2 separate regions of the Mus musculus genome follow, and region 2 is linked to region 1. A link is a contact called in public promoter capture Hi-C data. All regions are on one chromosome and are shown on one strand. The core of a region is the stretch at or near the end of the contact, and the rest is flanking DNA. Distances in the headings are between cores, read along the strand shown. Region 1 holds the start of Creg2 (cellular repressor of E1A-stimulated genes 2). Region 2 overlaps Map4k4 (mitogen-activated protein kinase kinase kinase kinase 4).

Region 1 (3,064 bases), core at 371-2,870:
AGGTATATGTTAAACGTGTAAAAAGTCTTTGAACCCTGGGAATACAGAACTGGCTTAGACTCAGATGTAGAAAGAGAACAAGATCATTGCCATTATTAGGATAAAGTTGTCATTAGATAATTTTTGAAGAAGAAGAAGAAAGAACTTTCAAGCTCTGCCCACCGAATTTCTTAGTTTTGTAGATGTTTTGGCCAAGCTGGGGTTAGTGAGACCCAGAGCTGTGGCAAGAACCAGACTCCCACACCGCGGGATACATAACAAAGCCCTTCCCTGCACAGATTCAACAGGGGCTGGGCCCACAGCTCTGTTTACCAGACAGGACTAGAAGCTTTCTGGAGGCTATTCTTAGGGAATACAGAGCCTCGGCCCCTCTCCATGCCATTCTGGGTGGAAGGAAGCAGGATAAAATGTGAATACAGTTTTGTGGATCGAAAGAGACGAACTGCAGCTGAAACAGCTCCTCCAGCTGTTACCTTTTGCTTAAGCCCTCTTTCTAAAAAACCTGAGTTCCATTTTTTTTTAAAGTGTAAATGTCTACCGGAGTGTGGATGGCGTTCCTCTTCCACACCCACTTGGTGTGGGAGGCGGTGCCAGAGTCTGTCTGCAGGACTGTCGGAGCCTGCAGGGAGCTGGGAGCTGGATGCGCCTCATCTGTGATTCCAAAAGCGATCCTGCCTACGTTCCAGGTTTCCAGCTTGTCACTGTTTATCTGATCATCTCTTTGGCCATTTTAGTACACAGGGATTCAATCACTAACCACGAGACTGTTTCCCAGCTTCTCCTTCCTCCCCACTCACATGCACTTGGCCAGATGGACCGACCCATGCACACGCTGGTTCCGTTATTCACAGGGCATTCACAGCCTATGAACCTGTGAAACCGGAGTCGCCCTGCGTCCTGGAAGGGAGACGCGCACCGCCCCCGCGTCCCGACCTCTGGCTTACCTTTTCGTGGGTGGACACAGTGGCCAGACAGCCCCAGGAGCTAGCGTGGGCTAGGGAGCGGGCGGTGCCGGCATGCACCCTGGGGCCAGGGGATGCCTCAGATGAGCCGCTCTCCCGCCGGTAGGAGAACATGCCACGCGCGGCCGGTGCGGGCCTGGCGCGGGCGGAGCCCCGAGGTCGCAGGTGCGTGTCCTCCTTGTGCGCCGAGGCCGGAAAGCTCTGCTGCCAGATGCTACTCGAGTCCTCCAGCAGCGCGGGCAGCGCCTCCTCAGTGGATGCACTGTCCAGCTCCTCATCTACCTCGTTGGTGACAGCCCAGGACACGGAGCTCACGATCACGTAGCCGGCGGCTGGGGACAACAGGGCGCTGCAGCATAGCAACCAGGACAGGCGACTCCCTGGCCAAGCAGGACGCTCCCTGCCGGACAGCGACATCTTCTTGGAGGCGACGCGCCCTGTGGCGGGGACCACTGACCAAGCAGCGGCCAGCCAGGGGCGCCCCCCTGCGGCGGAGCGTGCGTCGGAACCCTTCTCCTCGTGATAGGATTCCCGGGTTGAGGGTCTCCAATCAGTCCGGGGGCCGGGGTTCCCTATTGCCTTACACTCCCGTAAGAAGCGAAGTCTGCTGCACGACCAGAGTCCCCTGCGTCCACCGCCGCTGCTGGGCGCAGAGTCCACGCGTGTCTTGGTTTTCCGCAGGATGGCAAGCGTTTTGCAGCCAGAGGGTGGGCGTTCACAGCTCAGGCTCAATGCACTCCTCCGCTCGTCAGCTGTGCGACTCTACCAAGCTGATTAACTTCTCTGAGCCAACAAGAAGGGCATCACCAGGCTCAGTTATTGCACCCCATCACCTCCGCAGAACCGGGAACCACAATACACCCACATCTTCCATCACTCACCCAGTCAGCAGTGTCCTGCGGTTAGCGACACAGACTAATAGAACTTTATTGTTGTTGGGTGTTTTGTTTTGTTTTTTGTTTTTTGTTTTTTTTTTTTGTTTTTTTGTTTTTGTTTTTGTTTTTTTTCGAGACGGGGTTTCTCTGTATATCCCTGGCTGTCCTGGAACTCACTCTGTAGACCAGGCTAGCCTCGAACTCAGAAATCTGCCTGCCTCTGCCTCCCAAATGCTGGGATTAAAGGCGTGTGCCACCTCTGCCCGGCTTAATAGCGTATTTTAAAAACCATCTTGTTCCAGTAAGAAGTTTAATAGATATCAAAATAACTTCAAAGTAATTATAATTTCTTACCTGTTCTTATGATATCCAGTCTTTGTCCCACCATGGAATATTTTCTATCGCTTATATTCCTAAAATGCAAGAGTCCTGCACTAACTGGTTCTATAAGAAAGTATCTTGAAATGGGATTTGAGTTTTTCCTACATGTCTTCACTGTGCCCTGCTGTGAAACTCCTGTGACTCTTCCTGGATGCCTGGATGTCAGCTGTGAACACAGCTGGTCTCTTTCTCTTTGCATGGGAACTTCTTGTCTCTCCCTGGATGCCCCTGGCTGCTCTTTCTCTCTCTCTCCCCTCCCCACCCCCCACCCCACAACCCCTTCTCTGCTCTCCGTCTGCTTTGAAACATTGATGGTGTCTTCAGTTTCTCCCCAAGACATCTTGTTTACTCTCATGGCTTCTGCTGTTATCGGCTGCTGCTCTCTCCCCAGCTTCACAGACCCTCTTATCCCCTGTTTAGGGGAAAGATGTGTTCCATGGTCTTGAGAGGCACAATGGGGAGTCATGGAAATACTACACACTGCAGCCAGGTATGATGGCACACACCTGTTATCTATCCTAGCACTCGACAGGTGGAGGCAGGAGATTCAGGAGTTCAAGGTCAGACTTAGCTAGGTAAGCAAATTTGAGACCAGCCTAGACTACATGAGACACCACCTCAAGATCCACCATAAAAACCAACAACTCCTCCTCCCTGAAATACAAATTAAAAATAATCCAGATCTTGTCCTATCATGTTCTGATTGTGGGATAGTGGCATGTCACTGTTGCCTCTACAAAATGGGGACGGTTACATCTCCCCCACCGGGGTTTGGGTGTCAAGCCTGACATCTCTAGTTTCAGGGGAGAGCTTATCCTCAGAGGAAAAAGACGATGAATGTTTCAA
Region 2 (2,713 bases), core at 147-2,646, 290 kb after region 1:
TGTGGGAGAATGAGGCTGGCATTTGGCTGGCGCTAAAAACAGCACCGTGTTTGCGCATTCAGCAGCATTCAGCAGCGGCTCAGTGGTGGGAAGAGAGGGAGAGCCTCTTACTTTATTCATTTTCAAGAGGGTTGGAAAGAAACCCAGAAGAGGCCACATAATACAGTGACATTGACAGAGAATAACTACCGAGTTGTGTGTTGTCATAAGAGCGAGCAGCAGGGTAAAATGTACTTTTTTTTTTATCTGTTTAGAGTAACCTATTGAGGTAGTTGAGGGTATGGACAGCTAGTCCCCCCCCCACCCCCCCATCTTGTATTAGCTTAGAAAAGTTAATGAGGAATTTGCCTGTGCTAGATTTGTGAATCTTGATTAACAAAGTGACAAGATTTTGTCAAATGCTTTCTAAAAATGGAATTTGTTTTGATATATATGTATTTTTTAAGTAGAGTGAAAAATTCTTGTATTCTGGCCTAAAATTTCCTAAAAGATTTCTTGTAGGTTTCCTAGTAAAGGCTTTCTGTCTGTCATAAAGATTGAATTCACATGGCCAGGACTAGGGACTAAAAGTAAGTGCTTCAGCCTGGCAAGAAGACTGTCCTGTCTTCTTCACTGTTTGTCTCCCACCCTCCCATTTTCCATTTTTAGGACTCTGCAGGAGGGAAAGTCTGCACAGCTAGTGTTGGGTGGGCCTAGGACACTATTGGAGGAGCTGAAGGGCATCATGTCTCCCAGACCTGGCTTCTGGTCCCTAGTGTATTCTTCATCCTTACAGTCAGTAGCTGAGTTTGGCTTCTTCTGGGATCGGGGTCCGTGTTGCACAGGACAAAATGTGTATACGGGCATTTGTGTTTGCATTAAGAACTGCCTGTTGCAGGAATGCTGGCCATGTAGCTGTGCAGCAGGAAGGCTTAGCCATATCTGAGTTCTGAGTTTGGTAAAAGGGATAATGGAAGTCGGCTGCATTTCATCCTTTCCTTGTTTCCCACCTTCGTGGCCAGTAAACACGGTTTCTTCCACATCGCCCACTTCCCTTAAAGTACTTTTAAGGATGTTTTTATTAATAAGCTGTTAGTTACTACTGTGAGGGATACTCTCTGAGGAAGGAGAACTATCTGAGAGAACTTGACAGAACCTTGTGCATTCATACATCCACCTTTGCTTTCTCATTGGCCATTGGCCTTTTCATTATGAGCTGTCACTGAAGATTTGACTGTGCCTGCTCTTAGTTCTGTACAGTAAGAAAGGAATATTAAAATATAACCCACCATTTTTGTTGGGAGTGAAAATATTGGCATTGTGAGCATTTTGGGGCTTTGAGTCATATGTACACACATCTTAACTGACAGTTAGCATTTTTTCCTAGTTGACTGCCTAGGGGCAGGAAGTAAACCCAGCCAGTGCTACAGTTCCTCTTCACTTGGCTGTGCTGTGAAGTGGCTGTCCTAGTGAGCCTTATTCATAGAGCTGGGGAACAGTGGCTCTGCACTGCTGTTGCATTTCTGGGCACGTGGAGTATAGCAATACCCTCAGTGTTGCTGGTCTTGGGGAGGTGGTGTTTGTCGCCTTGTTTTGTTCTGTGAGGTGGTGTGTGTGTGTGTGTGTGTGTGTGTGTGTGTGTGTGTGTGTAAGGGATAGAGAGTCGAGTTTCCTTTTGTTGCTGAGGATGCTCAATGAGGTGAGCATCTGCTCAGTAGAAAGGCGTGCCAGCTTTCTGCCTGTACATCATGAGAACAGCGGATGCCCCTCTCTTTGTGTTTGACCCATCTTTGCCTCAGGAGGTCATGAAGACTCTGATCTTAAAATAAATCATAGACCCTAAGTGCTGCTTCTCAGACCCTCCTGCGAGGTTTCATTATAGGCCTAAATATAAGCTGTAGCTGACATCACATCTGGAAACTGAGGAGACGCAATATAGACCAGCCTGTTCTTGTTTGTAGCTGGGGAAATCAGTACTTATCCTTCAGTGGTTAAAGGTCGGTGGGAGTGGCATTTGTAGTGCTAGTGTCAGGAGGGACCCCACGCCCCTGTCCTTTGTGCTTTGTGATCCTCTTTGTCACAGGGCTGCCTTGTTTATCCCTTAGGCCTGCAGCTTGGTGTTAGCACTGACTTTATCCAGGTGTTGTTGAAGCTGTAGGCATACCTCCATAGGTAGTGAGTTTTGTATTTTATTTCATGGAGAACACAGATGCAGGGCTTGCTTAGCTTCTGAGGTCTCAGTTGTTGAGAGCACTGCACAAGGATTTGTGTGTAGCTTTGAGATAGAAGGTACATGAGCGGAAAGCTTAGGCCTAAGGAACCTTCAGCAGTAGTTCATGAAGTTAAGTGACGTCAGAAACTCGTTGCTGTGGGTATTATTTTGTGAGTGCTTTTGGAATAATGACCTATTAACCTATTTTTAGATCATCCTCACTTGGCAGTTCTAGAATACTTGTTACAAGTTTCAGAAACATTGCAAATAAACTATGTTTCTGTGTCTGTGAGAACACCATCCTAGCAAGTAATAAAAACTGTAGGGAGTAGGTCATATCTACAGCATAATGATCTGTTGTTTGCAAATAATAAAAATCAAAGTGTAAAATTCATTCCAGAATTTTAATTCAGTAAATCAAATGTACAGTTCTAGTAACCGATCATTGAGTATTTATTTTTTATTTTTATTTTTTATTTTTTTGTTACTCAGAAATCCGCCTGCCTCTGCCTCCCAAGTGAT

The links. Promoter capture Hi-C pulls out the DNA fragments that hold promoters and counts their contacts.
Region 2: a promoter capture Hi-C map of trophoblast stem cells shows a contact between it and region 1, with 3 times the contacts expected there. The contact joins the enhancer-like site here to the promoter of Creg2 in region 1. A contact is called at or near these places in 12 of 39 promoter capture datasets (the C10 cell line, the HPC-7 cell line, embryonic stem cells and 6 more), 4 of 484 Hi-C or Micro-C datasets (cerebral cortex, embryonic stem cells and uterus), 6 of 115 datasets of contacts at active chromatin or transcription factors (bone marrow-derived macrophages, cardiomyocytes, craniofacial prominence and 3 more) and 4 of 9 other capture datasets (adipose tissue, bone marrow-derived macrophages, embryonic stem cells and 1 more).

What each region holds. Positions count from the first base shown.
Region 1 is chr1:39,649,562-39,652,625 of GRCm38.p6, forward strand. Creg2 (cellular repressor of E1A-stimulated genes 2) reads right to left here and starts at 1,621. Exons shown (of 4, transcript NM_170597.4): 1 at 945-1,621. The coding sequence starts at 1,379. It overlaps D930019O06Rik (a long non-coding RNA gene), which reads left to right and starts at 1,907. Exons shown (of 2, transcript XR_001778897.2): 1 at 1,907-2,708.
Region 2 is chr1:39,943,130-39,945,842 of GRCm38.p6, forward strand. The region is part of intron 2 of Map4k4 (mitogen-activated protein kinase kinase kinase kinase 4); the gene reads left to right. Among named protein-coding and RNA genes, the nearest start is that of Map4k4, 44 kb to the left of the region's middle. RefSeq lists an enhancer at 2,481-2,713. Within about 2 kb of position 1,397, at least 107 of the 459 cell types and tissues checked have an H3K27ac peak or open chromatin away from gene starts, as enhancers often do. A contact at or near this core is called in the HPC-7 cell line, bone marrow-derived macrophages, cerebral cortex and 2 more, where this site is marked.